Linked DNA regions of Siniperca chuatsi: region 1 is linked to region 2. A link is a contact called in public Hi-C data. All regions are on one chromosome and are shown on one strand. The core of a region is the stretch at or near the end of the contact, and the rest is flanking DNA. Distances in the headings are between cores, read along the strand shown.

The links. Hi-C and Micro-C count contacts between places; a contact is called where the count stands out from the background.
Region 1: a Hi-C map of skeletal muscle shows a contact between it and region 2, with 4 times the contacts expected there. The contact joins the promoter of rnf217 here to the promoter of LOC122862851 in region 2. A contact is called at or near these places in 2 of 3 Hi-C or Micro-C datasets (skeletal muscle and an unstated tissue).

What each region holds. Positions count from the first base shown.
Region 1 is chrLG16:12,464,969-12,471,252 of ASM2008510v1, forward strand. rnf217 (probable E3 ubiquitin-protein ligase RNF217) reads left to right here and starts at 1,337. Exons shown (of 7, transcript XM_044169518.1): 1 at 1,337-2,506. The coding sequence starts at 1,514.
Region 2 is chrLG16:12,320,610-12,326,919 of ASM2008510v1, forward strand. It overlaps LOC122862851, which reads right to left and starts at 4,757. Exons shown (of 10, transcript XM_044168652.1): 1 at 4,550-4,757; 2 at 4,357-4,425; 3 at 4,029-4,150; 4 at 3,823-3,883; 5 at 3,508-3,660; 6 at 2,702-2,791; 7 at 2,515-2,583; 8 at 1,948-1,989; 9 at 1,466-1,669; 10 at 1-1,168. The coding sequence starts at 4,417. The coding sequence ends at 822.

The sequences.
Region 1 (6,284 bases), core at 87-2,586, 140 kb after region 2:
CCAGTTACTTGCAGATGTGCACACATGGACTTCATCTGGCAAACCTCTGGCTGAAAGGTTTTGCCCCTCTGAAGTATACCACCATAAACAGTATATAATTAACAAGGATGGTTTTGTTGATGTGAAGCACCAATAACCAGGCCCTGCGACTGTATCATTCAACACCAGAGCTGCAGTTATGAAACAGCAGTTCAAGTCCAACTTGCGCAAAATCTTTTTCACAGCAGACATCTTGGCTTGTCATGGCAGGAAAAGCACAGGCGGAACTGATAACGTTAAAAAAATGACTGCATTCCATTTAGGTGAGCCAGTCCCAGGATCCTGGTATTGTGCATGCTGGCTCATTGTCGTCGCTTACTGGTCACTTGACGGAACTGAGCCATCATTACCAAACTGTGTTTCACCTCTGCTTTTCCTGCTATGACAATTCAAAATGTCTCCCGTGAAAAAGGTCTATTGGCAAGACAAGCAACAGCAGCAATAGTTAAGAATCTCATATGAGACGTGCGCCATCTCCAGGCAAAGAAGCACTCTTTACACTTGAGGATGAGTGTTATAACTGCGGTTTGGGGCTTTTATAAAATTGAAGATTCACTCTCAACCTTGAAAATAGTAGTTTGACAAAACAATCCTAACTCAAGGTCCACTTTCAACCACATCTCACGTCTTCATCAGCAGGCAGAGTTTGCTCAGTTGTCATAGCGATGTCATGGCTCGGTTCATAATTAAAATAACTCATAAAGCTGCTGTTAAGTGGTAGAACAGCTAGTGAGCTCCAAACTGCAGACAATAGGCTACTACTGTACTGTGCAGCCTTGGACACATCTAATCCATGATAACAGATGATGTGATGCATTAATAACACATATTATGTATTTTACATATGATACGGTTGTTTCTAGGAACCACTGCAGCAACTTTGCCCCGGGGCAAAAATGAGCTGGTGGCCCCTGTTAATCCCTGTTCCTCACACTCTCAGTGCAGTGTGCACAGATTTTCTATGCTGTTATACTTTGGGATTTGATTAACACATTCGTGTAGGGATATGCAACACATTTACACAAAACTGAAACAATTCAGGTCTTGTCAATTAGATTTTGACACAGGGGCTCTTCTCAAGACAATGACCTTAAGATTGGGTGATAAAGCAGGGTCCACTTTATAATTTCAGTGGATATTGGCAAACAGATGTTCAATTAAACTCAAACCAATTGACACCCAGTAAAGCTGGAGCATGTGGGGGCCCTGGAGCTCTGGGGACCCGGTGCAAAAAGCAGCCGTGGCCACCTTTGCTTCACATCCACTGTGATATTTGCCTAATCCCTGCATGCTTGTGCCAATCTGCCAAGGCTGCACTCCACCACTAGGCTTCCCATCGGCCTATCGCCGCTCTCCTCCATGCTGACGACGAGACCCGGAAGCCCCGAGCTGCCTGCTTTGTTTTGTTTTGGTTGCAGGAGTTGGATAAGAGGCAGACAGGCAGAGGTCCGTGCGGGAGAGATCCGCTCACTAAATGGGGAGAGCCATATCGGGGATGGAAGATGACGGACCGATAGCTGACGCATGTAAAATGCCGAGTTTTATCAGCAGTTTCGAGGAGGGGAGGGTGAAATTGTCCCGCAACCTGCCGACAGAAACTTCCTTCACGGACAGCAAAGTTGAGCGGTCGGTCAGAGATTTGAGCAGTCGCATCACCAGATCAAACTCACGGTTATCCCTGGACGGAGGTGAGAGGGAGTCGGAGGAGAGGAGCAGCGAGGAGGAGAAGGATGCGAAGGGCAACAACAACAACAACTGCAACGGCGGAGGAGGAGGAGGAGAGAGGAGGAGGGCGAGCGCCGTCGAGATTCTGAGGAGGAATTTCGGGGTTTCAAAATCTCCCTCTCTCCGTTTAAACACAAACAGTCGGATGCAGTGCGGCGCCGAGCACGAAAACCACGAAGGAAACGTTAATAACGACGTTACAAACGGTTATGGAAGTGAGTGTGGCGACTGTAAAAAGTCGGACCGTGAAACGGGCGAAGCAGTGACTGAAAACGAGCCAACCTTGAGCGACTTGACGACTTCGGATGTACCAGGAGTTGGATTTGTAACCGTTACAGGTCAGTGCCATCATAAATGTGACAGCGACAGCAACACAGTCACTCTAGATGAGCCTGTTAATACTAAAGAACACGTCTACTGCACTGTGTACTGCATCGCTAACGACAGTCATCGAAAAGATGTTGAAATCACAGACGATGAAACGGTCACCTCTGACGCACCAGAAATGGACTTGGAGACAGGACAGGAAGCGGACTCGAGTCCCGAACCGGCACTGTACATATTGGACGATCTGGTGGATCCTTTCGGGGATATGGCCCACCGACTGTCCATGGAACAGGCCGGTGCAGAGACTACGATGCAGAGTTGCCGGGTGTGCCTGGAAGGGAAATCCATCGCACCCCTGCCCTGCTGCAGGAGGGCCGTGTGTGATGAGTGTCTGAAACTCTACGTCAGCTCCCAGGTTGGTAGGAGGAGGGGAGGGCGGGGGGTTGTATAGTGCAGAAGGGTGTCACAGGGCTGTTGTTGAGCCTGCCTCAGAACCAGGCACACACACACACACACACACACACAAAATGTGTTATGTTTGGCATCTTATCTACCCCAGGGCAGGGGCATGACTAGAAATTCTGGGAACTGTTGAACAATAATACCCTGGGCCCTCACCAGGAGCTGGCATTGAACAATCTGATCCTGAGTGATCGATTAAGGGTCTAAATGGGTTCTAATAAGGACAAAATGATTATTAAAATGTCACAGGCCAACATCTGAAGGTCTGCTCATCTTGTGATAACAACTGTTTTCCTGAGAATCTGGGTCACTGACACATTCTGCGCGAATATTTGGGGACAGGAATGGTTTTCACAATAGCTTACTTTGTGCGCTGTCGGGTTTATTCAGCAGAATGTCCTTCTCTCAGGCTCACCTTTTTAAGGAAGATTTCCCCCTCAGATACACTACTTGTATTCTGTTGTGCATTATTAGTCCAGTCACAATCCAACAAAGCACAACTGTGTCCTTATGCCTGAGCGTAAGACATTTTTTAAGTCAGCCAAAATAGGTCACAATAGCGACACAACATATCTTGTGGCTACAATGCATTCTGGTCTAATTAGTTTACTGGGCTATTTCCCCCTGCATGATTTTTGAAAGTTGGTGCAAAATAAAGAGTTAAGTGAGAGCTCCTGTTCATTGATTTTAGCGACAATTTACATCAAAAGTCAAGGAAATTAATAACAGATGGATGAAAGGTTGACTTCCGTTAGTTCAGCGTAGCTTTCATGGAAAAATGGACTCAGCAATAAAAGGCAGACAGCCAATCGCTGCTCCCTAATAGAGCTAAAGTGCTTCAGGATGAATTTTATTTTTTTTTGTCTTCAAGTGCCTTGTTCATGAACTGGTGCCAGTCAGCAATATTCTGATCATCATCCCAGTTTTGATAAACCTGTATGCTGCCCCTGTTTCCCACATTTTACGAGTTGGGGAGAAGTTACGAGCTTAGGTCCTTGTTACTGTTACTATAATCTGCTTTACTCTTTTTAGATAAACCAGTTTTTATCAGTCATCCAGACTCCTCCTTTTATCTGCAATTATCTTGCTTTGATAACAAGTCATGAATAATCCTACAAACACAGAGACACGCACACTCTCTGATAAGCATGCTGAGAATGAGATAAGGGTCGTGTAAACTGTCCTGTGTAGGTGGATATTTTTTCCCGTTAATGTACTGCAAACTTATTTTAGCACTCATGCTTGGTGTTAACTCTCAGTAGGTACAGTAAGCATTATGTCAGAGAGATCAGATTACGCGGTCATAGATAGGACCCTTGGAGGGGATTCAGTACCTTGCTCCTGGGCACTTGGGCAGAGATGGTAGGCAGGGTAGATGGATGCAGCAGGAGACTGGATTGCACTGGTTTGGTGCCCAACCATGTTGTTGTGCCAGGGATTACATTTATGTTATTTACCAGCCTCCTCAAATCAAGGCAAATATTGTTTGGCTTTTATCAAGAATTATAAATAGGTTATAAATATAGTAGCTGTCAGTTGTGCTTGTTTGAAGTGACAATCTAGAATTTATTCTGCCTTAACAAATCAGATGGGTTTAGATTCACTAGGAAAATGAGCTTCTCTACGTCATAGCCCATCCATTTATGTCCATAACAACCCCCACAGCCCTATCAGGTGATCTCAAGTACTCCCTCATTGGCACCACCATCATGTTCCAAATATGGTCTTATGAATGGATTATAATCTGGATGTTATTTAACACTATTAATCATACAAAAAGTGTTACAGTACATTTTTCGTACAACTGAATTGTCAATGTTATGTTGCTTTGGTCAAGTTTGCATTCGTACTACTACCACTTGGATTGGCAGAGGCTGGAAGTTTCAACCATTTATCCATTACTTTTAGCTAATTATTTATACTGTTTATCCGTTACTGTAAGCTAACTACCGGTATTTCAACTTCTCTGCTTTAAAACTTCAATTGCAACATGTGGTGTTTAGTGTTAGGTGCTTACTGGTTATACAGTAAAAATCACAATTTGTAATCCTATTTGGTTTATTTTTGTCCCTATCACAAATATGTGTATATATTTTTTAATCAAATCATAAGTTCTACTTTTAGCTGAGTTTAGCAGAAATACACCCTGGGGTACAAATACTCCTAGTTGGGAGTCACTGCTGTAAGGGTTTCAACACCACAATGTGCACAAACCTTAAAAATGCCAAACTATATTGTCATTGCATACTGACACTAAATAGTACTAGCTTTAGCTATGATTGAGCTTACAGGCACCATTGTCCCATTATGCGTCTGTGCGTCCACCATATTGGAGTGGTCAAGAGCCATTTGTAAACAAATACAATGTGTTTTGAGAGATGCAGACTTCACTACAGAATCGACTGTAACTCGCATAATTCTGAACCGATTTTCATGAAATTCGGTTTGTTATAAACATGAGAAATTGAACATGATACTGGTTACTTGATGGAATTAAATTCAGTTACTGAGGGCGGATCTAGTCATGCTAAAACATTAATCTTCTGAATAGCCACAACTTCCACTGGGACAAGCAGGCTCCGATCTATGAATTGGCAACATGAATTTCAGCTTTTGTCAGTTCCAAAAATGTTATATTGTTATAAAGCTGCCTGGTTGTTTGTTATTGTGTTAGTAATTAAATCAATTCATGAATAAAATAAACAAGACTATTTTTGTTCCCCAGACTCCAGTTAAGAAAAAAACATCCAGTCAGTCCATCCGTACACCCCAAGACACATGATAACTCCACTTCTACAGGCTGGACAGTTTCCATTACACAAACAGTGTCACAAATATTAAATATTTTATTTTCATCTTCATTGATTCGCTGACACATACAATACAATACTGTAATATAATAATACAATACTACTGCTGTAATATAATATAATATAATAATACAATATTACTACTATAATATACAATCAGATAATAATACAATACTATAATACAATAATATAGTATAATAATACAATACTACATACAGTGTAGTGCGTCAAGTGTTTGAGACCAGTGTTCAGATATACAGTGCAGTCATATGTAAACATAAAATAACTGGGCTCTAGAGCAACTAGGTAAGAGTCAAAGTAGTTCCCTGTCTTGGACAAACTCAATTCCTCTCCACTCGTACTTTTCAGCAACATGTGAACACCTTTTTCCAAGCGGTCTACTGTCTGTGACTCTTGACTGTTGACCGCCCCAATATGGCGACCCCGCAGACGCACGTCAAATCGCGAACACGGTATCTACGTTTCTATATCTATGCCGCCATATACCCATAGTAAGATTAATTCTTTTACTGTTTTAATCATGTATATGGCTTTATGTTGGCTTATGTTTTATCTTATGACAGAACATGAAAATGCAGAACAAAGGCACCCACATTTTGAACACAACACACAGTGACATGTGTATGCGAGAGACAGAGTGGCTGCAGTCCTAACCCGTCCAACCAGTCTGGCGGTGGTCATCACAGCGTTAGTGTTTTGGCAACAGTACTAACACATCAGCTCTCATGCCTACAGAGGATACATTTTCATAATCATGTAATAGGCTTTTAGTCTTTGTGTGTGTGTGTGTGTGTGTGTGTGTGTGTGTGTGTGTGTGTGCACGCACATGCTGTAGGGGATGTTGGGTGTAACACCATCAGAAGCTGATGCTATTATTCTTTGCTTTCCGTTTGCTGTCAT
Region 2 (6,310 bases), core at 3,507-6,006:
TAACATTCATGCTAAAAAGCAAATATTATCTTTATTTCTAATATTTATTTTTGAATTAATTGTTTAGTAGCCATCCTAGATAAATACACAATGAGCTTTGTGGCCTTTGCAAGTCTTAATATATACAGAAACATACAGAAATGGTAAATATTAGCCTCACTAGCAATAACAAAATTACAAAGATCAAACAGCAGCACAGCAGTCAAGGCTGTGAGTACACAACCACACTGGCTTTGCGTCTTAGTTTTCTATTCCTTGTTTTCATTACAAAGCACAAACCCATTGCACACTATCAACAGTATATATACTTGATGTGTTTGAAGCAACTGGAGAACTGAACACTGGACATTTATAAGAATTGTGTTTTATTATAAGATGGTCCCATTTAAACTAAACCAACACTCTCCATAAAGTCTGATGCCCAATGGCAGCTCAAATGCAATGCAATTAAAAACATTTTTTTCTTTGATCTATAAAGTCTGACTGATATTTTATCAGTCAGATCAAAAAATTGCACCAAAATTGCCAAAACACAAGTCACATAATGTAGCTTTAGAAATTCAATAGCTTGACATGTGTAGAGAACTCTGTGTTTAGTTATTTACACCCATGATTAACATGAATATTAACATCAATCAACCACTATCAGTAGCTGATCTAATTTTACCATGGAGGATAAAAAGTTTTCTGCAATCTGTAAATGGTCTAAATCAATCAAATTTGCTGTTATATTTTTGCTGTTGATTCAATCCATTACATATTGTTTACTTGTGATGTGAACTGAAATAATACCATCATGACCACCAACAACACTGCCAACTCTACTTTCGGAAGAAATTAAATAAACCGCCACTACTGTCATGGTTAGAACCCTTGTTGTTACCATCACCACTGACATGTGTACTACCAGTACTACCACTCCAACCAGTCACACCCACAGCATTTCCACTGGTATCTTTACGTCTAACATTGTACTCCAGTAATTTGTTTCGTATCTCAGAGACAGCATGATCATTTTCTGGACACTTCAGTAATCCACGCACGGTCTCGTGGTAGAAAACGTTGACATGCAACACAACTTTAGTGTCATAATTCCATGTTCTCCTAGATGTTGTATACTTGACCTCATGTGTGTGGTGCATCAACACCAGAATGACAGGTTTATCTCCTGTGGACACCAAAAGAGAGGAAGGAGTATGAGATAGTGAGGATGGAAAATTGCAGCATAGAGCAGTGTGGAATGCAATTCTGAGAGACTGGCCACAAATCATAATCAAAAGGTTTATATTTCTTTAAATTGTAGGTACCTAAAGATTCACTTTTACCCATAAATCAATATGTCAATGACTTAAGTCAGAAAGAAACATGTAATTACAAACTCACAGAATGATAACTGAAGATAAAAACCAAATCGCAAACTAATTATATACAAGTTCCATTTCAATAAGAAAAATCCTTCCCATACCTTTAACATCAGTCATGGCTGCTTCAACATCTGAGCCAATGCGTGAACTGATTGGGCAGAAGACAATAGTGATCTGGTAATCCTCACTGCTTTCAGTGAACTTACAGCGGTGAGAAAACCAAGCCTGACCTTGATCTTTCACTTTGTCCATCAGCTGTTGATGGGCACCAAAGGTTTGACCGCTAATAAACATCTGGTACCTCGCTGCAGTTTTATAAAGAAAAAAATTATGAGGCTTTAAAAAAATCTTTTCATAAACTGAAGGCATGTTCATTGTGCCAGTTCAATGATACATTTCAACTCCTGTTTCAAACAAACAGTGACAATATCTCATAAGACCCACTATCATCACACTGAAATAGACTGAGTACAATATTGCTATAAGGAAGGTTATTAGTTAACCCTTCTTCTTAGGATACTGTACTGACAGCCTGCAAAGCTAACACAACCTAACTTTTAACTGTCTAATTATCAACACTCACCTTCCCAAAGGTCCTGTGTAGACAACACGGTGGAGAAACCTCCTAATGAGAAAGACATTCACCGTCAATGGCATACTTTTAACCTTTTTATCAATCAGAGTGTAGATTAATTTATGTTTACGAAAAGAAATCTGGAATTTGACTTCAAGCAGCTGTTGTGCAAAGGTCCAAAGTCAGATATGATTCCCCAACACACACTTTAACCCCACTATGGGCTTTGTCTATGATTCACTCTACTGGATTCAAGGATATAGTAAATAGTAGGATAAAGTGTTTTTAAATTTGTTGATAAATGGCCTGACAGACATGGTCACTAAACATTTGAAGCTCAAAATATTTTCAGCTTTAATAGTGCAATAGAGAGCTTTATTTTGAGTTAAAACAGAATCGAAAAGTCAATACTACAAATTACATACAGTATATGTGACACCAGATTCAGTCAGACAATTACAGTACTCAACCAAATGAAGCGCATTAATGGGGCTGCTGTTGTAGACATTAACAAACATTAACATGAGATAATATTATGTGTAATGAAAGTATGAAGAGGAAGAAAGTTAGATTTACTTTGATGGCCACCAGTTGGGCCAGTAGAATAGGGCACCTTTGGACCACTGGCGTCTGAGGTATCTGTGTCTGTGTCACATTAAAAAGCATAAATGCACTTAGTGACTCTAAGACTCTAATAACTCTAAGCGAATACTACTCATTAAACATGTCATGAAAGTGTGAGGAGGAAAAAAGTTAGATTTACTTTGAGATCCGTGTGGATGGCCACCAGTTTGGAAATTGTAGGGCTCCCCTGGACGACAGTTGTCTGAGGTACTTGTACCTGACAAAGAGCCTGTTAGGTACAATGGCATAATGAAATTACTGACTCCAAATAAAATAATGAAATAAAATTGATTAGCTTAACACCTATTTGTGAATATAGAAGGAACAGACTAAATTGGTGCAGGGTGGACAGATGTTTACCCTGCAACCAGAAGGCCACAATCTGTGATGACACATTCTAAACTCAAGATTCACTGACTAGCTTTTTCCAGGGCTTTTGACTGTATCCAACAGCCTTCTTCAGCAAAGCACAGGTGGTCGTAGGTGGTGAATGTTTGTGGTAAGTGCTAGATGTTCTCACAGCAGTGGATTTTGAGATGACACCTGAGCAAGTTACATTCGTTGAATAAGGCAGTGGGATACAGTCAAATGCTCTGGAAAAGAAGCTAGTGAGTGAACCCTGAATTTGGAATATTTTATTACAGATATTTGCTTCCAGTCAAGAATGAACCTCCATGCTTATATTTGATCTCTGCATTTTACTGTGTGTCTATCAACAGCATGAGTGAAAGCCAACCTGTGCACTCACTGTACTCTAATGAAAGGATAAAACATCACCTAAATCCCTTCCGTCAAAGCTTTTAATCAGCTTTGATTTATCAGATTAAATACAACTGACTGTAAAATTGTTTGAGTTTCAGTTTCTCCATGATAATGATGAGGTTTCTTATACACTTAAGATATAATGATATTAGAATAAAACAAAAACAAAAACTGCATTATAACCTTTGTCAGATTCCTGAGCTGGCTGATTTTGGCTGAATTCTTCCAGAAGACCAATATGAGCATCAAGGAAACTCTGGACACAATTCATCTGGGTCTTCATGTCCTTCAGGATACGGAGGTAATCAACCAAGACCCCACTGTTAGTTAGAGCAGCTGGAGGGAGAGAATCAGGTTGCACGTGTTGGAATTTGGATGACTATATAACACACAGTTACATATGTTCCCTCCACCAACATGGTCCAATAAACACAAATAATAAATAGCAGTAACATGTGAAAATGAAAGCAACTGCTGGCAAGGCTGTACAGTACATACCCCTGAAAGATTCATGTGGGATGAAACCTTTCAGATCTCTTATCAGCACATCAATTGGCTTCTGAAAATATTATATTACAGAAAAATCCCAATGGAGCATTTGACTTGTACATTGTACAATTCCTAGTAACCAGTTTCTATCCAAGTTATTTACCTCTTTTCAAATCTCTTTTATCAGTCCTACACATTTCAACTTGTTAGCTCACCTGCTTGTGAATTATTTCAAAGATGGTCCTTCTCATTTTAAGTTTCTTAGGTCCAGGAAACAGCTCATGCAGGTCTTCTCGAGTCAGTGACTGGATATCCGAGTCAGTGTGCAAGTCTGCCTCTAATTGTGGTTAATGATAACAGATTTATATTCAGTTTACCACATTTAATTTTCTAGTTGTTTTTTTGTTTCCAGCACCAATGTGCACCAGGTATCTCTGAGGACGGAAAGCTTAACTGTGCTCATAAAACTGCACCCACATACTGTAACTATGTTCATGGTTTATTTGTTAGACCAATCACCCTCTCTAAAAAATAGTCACTTACCTTTCAACACACGGGCTGCTTCTGGGTCGGTGCTCCTTATTTCCTTCAGTAAAACTGACATGACTTTACCTGTAGAAAAAGAAGACATAAAAACAGAAAAAGGCAGATTTATCACATGGATTTCAGTGTATATCGTGTATATAAATATACAAGAGAGAATGCGGTGGGAGGAAAGAGAAAGATAAAGACAAACCTTTGAACTGGTCGATTCACACGATAGATGATTGACTGAAATAATTTGGTGTAAAGTGTCCACCGTTGCTTAAGTCAGCCGTCAATTTAACCAAAACAAAATATCCTAGATCATATTTTCACTCTACCTTCGTAAAAATGATACTCACCGTTTACAGTCAACAGAAAGCGAAAGCTAAAGAAAGTGACTGTTTCCTCACTTCGTGACATGGAGGACGCTTCAAACGATCATTGGTCGCTGGAGTAGAGTGACACATCTGACGTCCCGCCCACGTCAAGCGGCTCTGAGACTTAAAAAAAAAGAAACTGAATAAAACTATGATATACGAAGAAAAATGTGTGTTGCTATGCATTGTAAAGTACAAAATATGATTTTAATCATTACATATATTAAATTATATTTTTCAGCATAATATATAGCCTACATTAGTGCGCATGCGCCAACGTGCATGCTGCCAGTTGCCGTAGCTCCGTCTCGTCGTCTTACTTTTTCTACCTGTATTATAGTGTATTATATTTTTTGCTTAGTACTTCTATTCCTGTGTGCACTGACGTGATAGTGAGCTGCTGTAGCAAAAGAGTTTCCCCTCGGGGATCAATAAAGTATTCATCTATGTTAATCTATCTTAAGCTATCTTTATTTATCCCAGAAAAAGTGGCATAGCATACTATACTGTACATTTACTCAGCAACACATTCACATCATCGTTTTATAGGCTGGAGAAACTATTTTGTCTATTGCCTGCCAGATCCGACCAAGATTTCCCCAGTTGGTTCAGTCCGGTTCCTTTTGAGCTCCAGGCTGCTGCTAATTAGAGCAGTGCTTTATCACTATAGATTCTTCCAGCTGTGCGTCACAGCCTAAAAGTGGCATCATGTTTCAGTAACACAGCATGTAAAGCCAGCAGGGTGCAGCACTGTACAGCTTTTCTCACCACACTGCAACATCTCTTAACCTGATGAAATAATTCAATGTCATATGCACTTCAGTGACATACAACAACATACAACATACTTGTTGGCGTTTTGAAAAATGATATTCTCTGCTCTGTATGGGTGTATCAATATTTTGGGTGCCGGACACCAGCAGTCCTCAGTTTCAAAAACCAAGACATCATCTGAAATAAGAATCAGAGGACCAAAGCCAGCTGATTAATTTGGGTTGCTGTATTGTATAAGAATCTTTTTGGGCATTTTAAACATCTTCTCTCTGCTCATTAAACTTTCTGCTGCTTTTAAAGGGTTAAAGAGGATGACAGGACGTGATTGGGTATTACTGAAGCTCACCCCAACTCCAATTGCTGTTATGCTTAATATCATCTTTTTTTTTTTTTTTTAAACCCACTTTTTGGCCCATCTAGGCTAAAGTCAGCACTGATTACATTGTCATTACATTATATTTGCCAATATTATGTTAACATGTCCACAACGGTAAAAGCACATTGCCTTGCTCCACAGACACAGTATATAGTGTGTGTGTGTGTGTGTGTGTGTGTGTATTCATCTGTTTCTCGCTTGCTTGTCTGCAGGTTTGGACAGCCACAGTCTCACCAGAAACTTTGGGCCTCTCAGAGGGAGTGACACTATCAACACGGTACTTCAGTTCCGAATTTACATGACGCTAACAAGCTGTATGTTCTGTCTTTACAGTCAGCCATAGCGTTGAGAGCTGAGAAATAAGAGCCCTTGAAACCAAAAGCAGATCTGTGTTTGTCTGGTGCGTCCAGTGCCATTTGCCAGTGTGTGTCTGCAGGTGTTGGAA